Linked DNA regions of Gossypium hirsutum: region 2 is linked to region 1. A link is a contact called in public Hi-C data. All regions are on one chromosome and are shown on one strand. The core of a region is the stretch at or near the end of the contact, and the rest is flanking DNA. Distances in the headings are between cores, read along the strand shown. Region 1 holds the start of LOC107953061. Region 2 has its middle 26 kb from the start of LOC107953044.

The links. Hi-C and Micro-C count contacts between places; a contact is called where the count stands out from the background.
Region 2: a contact with region 1 is called in a Hi-C map of leaf, with 2.5 times the contacts expected there. The contact joins the enhancer-like site here to the promoter of LOC107953061 in region 1. A contact is called at or near these places in 11 of 34 Hi-C or Micro-C datasets (callus, hypocotyl, leaf and 2 more).

Annotation. Positions count from the first base shown.
Region 1 is chrA07:26,854,171-26,857,851 of Gossypium_hirsutum_v2.1, forward strand. LOC107953061 reads left to right here and starts at 1,936. Exons shown (of 8, transcript XM_016888289.2): 1 at 1,936-2,112; 2 at 2,211-2,276; 3 at 2,405-2,502; 4 at 2,586-2,623; 5 at 2,717-2,804; 6 at 2,872-3,066; 7 at 3,150-3,215; 8 at 3,292-3,681. The coding sequence starts at 2,082. The coding sequence ends at 3,498.
Region 2 is chrA07:27,004,449-27,008,129 of Gossypium_hirsutum_v2.1, forward strand. No RefSeq gene overlaps it. Among protein-coding and RNA genes, the nearest start is that of LOC107953044, 26 kb to the right of the region's middle. Within about 2 kb of position 1,808, at least 1 of the 9 cell types and tissues checked has an H3K27ac peak or open chromatin away from gene starts, as enhancers often do. A contact at or near this core is called in leaf, where this site is marked.

The DNA of each region.
Region 1 (3,681 bases), core at 686-3,185:
GATTAAATTGGTCTAAGGGTGTAAAAAGCCTTCAAAATTTTAAAAAAAAAAAGTAATTAAGTCTTTGCTCTCTTTTTTTCACTCAATTGGATATTTAAATTTTCAAAATGTATCAAAAAAGTTATTTTGACTATTAACTTTAACAGTTGACCGTTAAAGTTAACTTAACTACCCTTAATTTTTTTATCTAAAGCCACCCCGTGTCACAATCATGGCTTGACATCTGGCAAAAAAATTATAAAAGTTATAAAAATCAATAAAAGTTATAAAAATTATTAAATTAAAAAAATTAAAAATTAGAAAAAAATTTATAAAATGCATCAAAAAGATCATTTAACCATTAACTTTAACCGATGACCATTAAAGTTAACGACCCCAGTTTTTTCCAGTTAAAGTTATCACGTGTCACAACACAACATGACATGTGGCGAAAAACGACAAAAAAATCAATAAAAATTATAGAAAAATTATAAAATGCTTCTTTTGGTACGATAATTTTTATATTTTTTATGAACTTTATATTGCTTTACATTTTTTATAATTTTCTTACAACTTTATAAAATTTTATAATTTTTTTCTATATTTCCATATATTTTATAATTTTTTTATGATTTTTATAATTTTTAATATTTTTATTAAAATTTAATAATTTGTATAATTTTTATTTTTATCATTTTTTTATCACATGTCACGTCGTGGTGGCTTTAATTGAAAAAATTTAGGAGCTGCTAACTTTAACGAACAATTATTAAAGTTAACAGTTAAAGGACTTTAATGATACATTTTGACGGTTAAAATACCCAATTGAGGGGGGAAAAAAACTAGACGCTTAACTTTTTTTTTTTGAAAAGGTAAAAAAAATTAGTTCTAACTAATAAATACACAAACTAGATTTATTTGCGGATTATGTATGATAACTAGTTCAAGGTTTGGGTAAATTTTTATTAGATTAAATTTTATTTATATGTTGAGCATTTTATATGTTGTTAGTATTATTTTTCTTTTCAAGTGTTGTGGTAAGCTTATATATAGGGGATAAAAGAGTTCACGTGTCTTGAATTTTACTAACAGTGGAATTATACATTGTTCCTTTTAATGACAGGCAATGTGACATTTTAATATATGACTTTTGAGGACAACTAGGTAATTAATAGGCTTGAAATTCTTGGTGCGTTTAGCGAAGGTAGTCATCATGAAGGTTTATTGGTTTACTGTGGTTTAAAATTCACCAAGCTCACCCAATTAAAAGTTTGCTCAGTGTAGACACGTTAACTTGTGGTTTGCTTGTTGATGATACATGGAGGGACATGTGGAGAACGTATAATAATAATATAACTTTTGACTCCTAAACTTGGCAACTAAGTCTTTTTTTGGTACTTGTACTTTTTTAGTCCACTTTGGTCCTTGAACTTCGCAACTAGATCATTTTGGTCCATAAACTTATTTTGTTAAGATTTAATGATGTGATCATTGTTATTGGAATATGACCAAATCATATGAACTAAGAACTAATCGATATAATGGTTCGAACAAAAGGGTTGAACCAATTGACTAGAAAATTGTCGATACAAAAATCGATAATTAAATAAGGTGAACTAATTTAATTTTTTGCTTTTTAGATTTTTATAAAAGTTTAATTTTTTATTTAATTATTTTTTATTCAAAAATTGAACCAATCGAATTGATTGAATCGAGAATTGGTAGTCTAATATATTCAACCACCAATCGAGTTATAAAAATACTGAAGTGAAACTATAATATTATAGTATACTATCACTTGAAAATTTATATAATTTTTAAATTTTTAAATAATAATATAATATAATATTAAAATTTCACATCATTAAACTTTCAAGTTGAAATACTTATGTAGACAAAAAAAATAATATCCCTAACTTAAACAAGATTTGTGCTCCAACTCAGCAACTTCTAGTTGCTTCTTATCTTACTATTCATTTATATTATTACCAATAATTTATTAATTTCACAGCTTTTCCTTTTCTCTATAAGCTCCTTCCTTGGGAGCCCCATCCCTTTGACTTTCTGCTTTTTAATCTTCTTCCTTTCAAAAGTTTGAATATATGGATTCTCCTTTCAATTGCCTTTTGTTTGGTAAGTTTCTTTCTTAATTTACTGGGTTTTTTCCTCTTCGTTTTCTATCTTTTTTGTTTCTGATTTTTGGGCCCTGGATTTCGCTTCTGTTCTTAAAGATTTGGATGATACCCTTTACCCTTCAAGCACTGGAATAGCTCAGGGTATCAAGAAAAACATCGATGGTTAGTCACTGCCATTTCATAAAGTTTTCCAATTCTTTATACTTATTTGCACCAACATGGAAAAGATAATAATAATAAATAAACATTTGAACAATTGAAATTCATTTTCGTTTTTGACATTTCTGTAGATTTTCTAATTGAGAAATGTGGAATGTCGGTGACGAAAGCTTCAAATCTCAGAGTCGAACTCTTCAAAACTTACGGCAGCACCCTCGCCGGATTGCGAGTAATTAAACATAACTTTAATGATTCCAGATTTAATCCTTAAAAATGGGAATAATTTGAAGTTGGTTTGACTTGTTTTAGCAGGCGTTAGGGTATGACATCGATGCCGATGATTACCACGAGTAAGAAACACCTTATCCAACATCCATTTCCTGTATTAATCTAGAATTCATTTGATGATCAAGATTAAGTTTTTACCTTTCATGTGTTGCTAGTTTTGTCCATGGGAGATTGTCATACGATGTGATCAAGCCAGACTCTCAGCTACGTTCTCTGTTACGTAGCATCACCCAAAGGAAAATTGTAAGTTACAAATCATTAACAACATATGAAACAGTAATCTAAAGCGCTTTCAAATTTGGTGAAACAGATATTTACGAATTCGGACAGAGTTCATGCGGTTAAGGTAATGAAAAGGTTAGGAATAGAAGACTGTTTCGAGCAAATCATATCTTTCGAGACACTGAATCCTAATTTGTCAGAATCGAAGTGTGTCGTTCTCAAGCCGTCGACGGATGCCATCAAAATTGCTCTTCACGTCGCACGTGTTGATTCCCCACGCACCGTAATATTCCTTTTTCTCTTTTTCAATTTCACCTATTTTTTATTACAATTAAATTATCTAGATGCTCTCTTTTTTTGGTACAGCTATTTCTAGACGACAATGTTCAGAATATATCCGCTGGAAAGACTTTGGGCCTCTGGACTTGTTTGGTAATTTCCAATTTTTTAAATAAAAAAAAACTACCCATTTAAAATGAATGAATCTAATATTATTTTGTGGTCTAAGGTTGGGAAGAGTGGTGAGGGAAAGGAAGCAGATTATGCAATAGAGGAAGTCAAGAATTTGGGGGATGTGATACCAGAAATCTGGGTCAACAAACAGGATGGTGGTGACAGAAGCAGAAGTGAATTGGAGTTGGATCAATTCAATATCTCTGGGGACCTAATTGAAAAAGATGTGGGCTTAGCTCTTACGGCCCCATTATGCACATGATTAAAAAAATCATGTTAACCAGCCATGTATAATGTAACTGAGCACGTGTTAATGAATCTATATGACCCATCAATGTTTATCCCAATAACTTCAGAAGCTTCAATTGCATAAATTAAATTCACCTTTGCTGTAAAATTTTAAGATTTCTTTTTACTCGTTATTTTCTTTCGTTAGTAATATTAA
Region 2 (3,681 bases), core at 558-3,057, 150 kb after region 1:
TGTATTAATTTTTAAATTTTTATTTATTTTTTAATATATTTATTAGAGTGAACTCAATAACTATTTCTCCGCATTTTGTAGGCTCATTAAGAATGTAAATATTATTTTAAATTTTAATTTTAATATAATCAATAATAATGTTTTTAAACTTTTTCAATAAAAATGAAAAAAATAGATTACGTCCCACATTTGTATGCTTTAAGTATTTAATTAAGTAAAAAAATTTAGGTAATAAAATGGAAAAATGATATATTTTAAGAGTTAAATTGTGAATTAAGTTTATAATAATTAATCTATTGTTTTTAATAGTTATATTGTATTGTTACAATAATTTATTTTACCTCTGTCACTACGTTTTTATCTAAAAACATATTTTAGTTTTAATTTTAAATATATAGTTATAATATCTAATTTCATTACTATAATAATTAATTTTTTATTATTGTTGATTTTAATTTTATCAAAATTAATGACAATGTCCTTCCAAATGAATGATTAATACGTTCATGACACAAGTATTAACGTTGTATAGAATGTGAGTTGGTTTGCCCGTATTAAATCACATAATTATGCAGCATATAAAACTAATTGAACTCATTTATTATATTATTCATGTTTAAACAAATCAGTTATATTTAAATGTGATATCTGTTGTCTATCATTTCATATGACTTATATAATATATGTTGTGTGTTGTGCATTTTTAAAAGAGCCCTCAATGTAACACAATTTAGAATTCAATGCTTGAATAATTCCTAACCTATTCTTTATGAAAATGATTTTAATTAGGGAAAATTCATTTATTTTATCAATGGGATTATATAATTCAAAGAAAAAAAGACAAGATAAATTTCAGTATCATAACAAAGGTTTCAACCTGAGCATTAGTAAAACATTATGACACATTAACAACTGACTCTATGACAATTCAAGCACGACATATCTAAAGTGATTGCAAGCATTTAACAAGATAACTCAATTAACCCTAGATGGTCTAAAGCGACAGGCAAAATAGGCAAAAGAACCAATCATCCACTAAGTTAGAGAGGATTGCGACGAAAAAATTTCTAAAATCACTTGCAAAAGCAAGACTATATGCATAAATAAGACTAAAAAACTTGTACAATACAAGACAAAAACTTACAAAAGTGAAGACTTATTAAACAATGAAAAAAAATTGTAATACTTAAGACAACACGAGTCAAAATCGACTCGTGAAATCATTTATTATTTTAAAATACTCTCAAAACATAAACATATTAAGAAGTCGACGAAGAGCCACCTTTTGAATATCTACGACCAACCCACTTCTCAAGAGAAACTGATGTTCAGTGGCAACAAGCAAAGAATATAACCACAAAATAGATCTGCAAACTGAAAAAAAAAAGAAGACATGTGGAGTGAATGAGGACAATAAAAGAGAGGGTTGATAGGATAAAGAGAGAAAAAGGTGGGCGATAGCCAGCCCAAGCATAGCACCATTGCTGGACAAAACAAGAGAGAAAAACAACCTTAAAAAATTGATATGTGTTCTTCTTTTTTAGTATTTTATTATATCTATACGATACTTATCAATTCTCTAACTTTGCTTGTATCAAATAATTTCCTTATATATTTTGTATCATTCCTATTTGGTAATATATTTTTTAAATTTTGTAAATTTAGGATATGAGATTTGATCCAAATTTTCTCAAAGGTGTAGTGGGCTGGACTTTAAACTCCAAAATTTTTGGTAGGTGGAAGAGAGAATTAAGGAAGACGTGAGAATATTTTGGGCCATGCCCTTTAAATGAGGATCAATCTCAAAAGCCCAGAGCAAACTTTTTGATCAATTATTTTAAGCTCCCACAACACGAAAGCTACCCTACGTGGTCACAAATATAAAGTCACCATTCTTTATAACAGTCACATTTTATGATAATAATCAGATTTGTTATCAAATTATTTTTTTATTTTTTATTTTTACCATTTATAATAGACTTTTATCTCAACTTTAGTAAAATTAGTTTTATTCCGAAGTGAAGTAAAAATAAAATATTATTCTAATAAAATACTCAGATTTTATATAAAAAAACTATTAATCATATTTTATAAAATAAAAATAAATTTTAATAAATGAAATTGTATTTGTAAATTTTATTAAAAACATAGTCTAAATCTCACTAATTAACATTATTAATATATTATAGTTTTTTTAATTAATTTTTTAAAATAAAATATAATTTGAATTTCAAATGTTGTTATAAGTGTACAACAATCACATCTCTATAACATCTAAAATTTTGACAAACAAATATAATTGTTATAAAGAGAATTGTTGTATCTCTTTATCCAAAAATTGCTACTTGTGAAATCAAATGTTAGAAGCCCTAAAAGTTGAACCTATCATGGTGTAGGGAAAAAAATAATCACAGAAGAATATTGTCAAACAACTTGTATGCAAGGAAAGTACTAAACTGGAAAGTTTAAGAAAAAATAAAAGTTGAACTTAGAATGCCTGAAGTTGCTGTATTATTCACACCCAAAATGAAATAAATGAAGGCATATAAATAGCCGTTACACCATAACTAACTAACATAAAAAATGTACAACACTATTGCACGAACATAACAAAAAATCAAAGAAATAAGAAAATAACAAACTAAGCACAGCAGAGCCAAATTTAAATTTAGAAAAATTGACTTTGAATCTTTCTCCAACACTCCCCATTGATTCAAAGTTGCAAACACCAAGCTGAAGTCTGAAGTAAACATGTTTTTCTCTAGGGAGAGACTTCATTAGAATATCTACCATTTGCTCATTTGTGTTGCAATATTTCAGAATAATTGACCCATCAGACACAAGATCACGAATGAACTGTACCCGAATATTTATATGCTTTGTTCTTCAATGAAAGGATGGATTTTTAGATATGGAAATCGCTGCTTGATTGTCACAGCAGATTACAGTTGCTTCCTTCTGCTTCATATTAACATCAACTAAGATTCTTCTTAACCATAAGGCTTGACAAGCTGATATAGTTGTAGCTGTATATTCAGCTTCTGATGAACATAGAGCTGTCATTGCTTGTTTTTTGGAACTCCAACAGATAACATCTGATCCAAAACCAAAGACATAACCTGACTTGTTTCTTCTATCTTTCAAACATCCAGCCCAATCACTATCTATATAACCACTCAGCTTGAACTCTAAGATATTATCATACCACAGCCCAAAATCAATAGTTTCGGCAATATACGTAAGACTCGTTTTGCAGCGCCAAAGTGATGCCTTGATGGACAATGCATGAACCTGAAAATAACTCCAACAACAAAAGAAATATCAGGTCGTGTATTATTCAAGTAAATCAAGCCACCAACTAGACTTTTAAAGCTCCTTGCATCTATTGCTTCAGTACCATCATCAATTTTCAACTTTTCATTCAAATTCATAGGTGTTGCTGTAGTTTTGCATCTTAGCATGTTGAATTTTTTAAGTAAATCAGCAGTATATTTCTTTTGCAACACAAAGATGCCATCTTCAACCTGCTTCACCTCAAGACCAAGAAAAAATTGCAATACTCTAAGATCTGTCATTTTGAATTCCTTTTCCATACAAGCTTTGAATTCATTTATAAGACAAGAGGAACCCATGTAGATCATATCATCAACATAAAGGCAAAAAATGAGGAAATCATAGGTA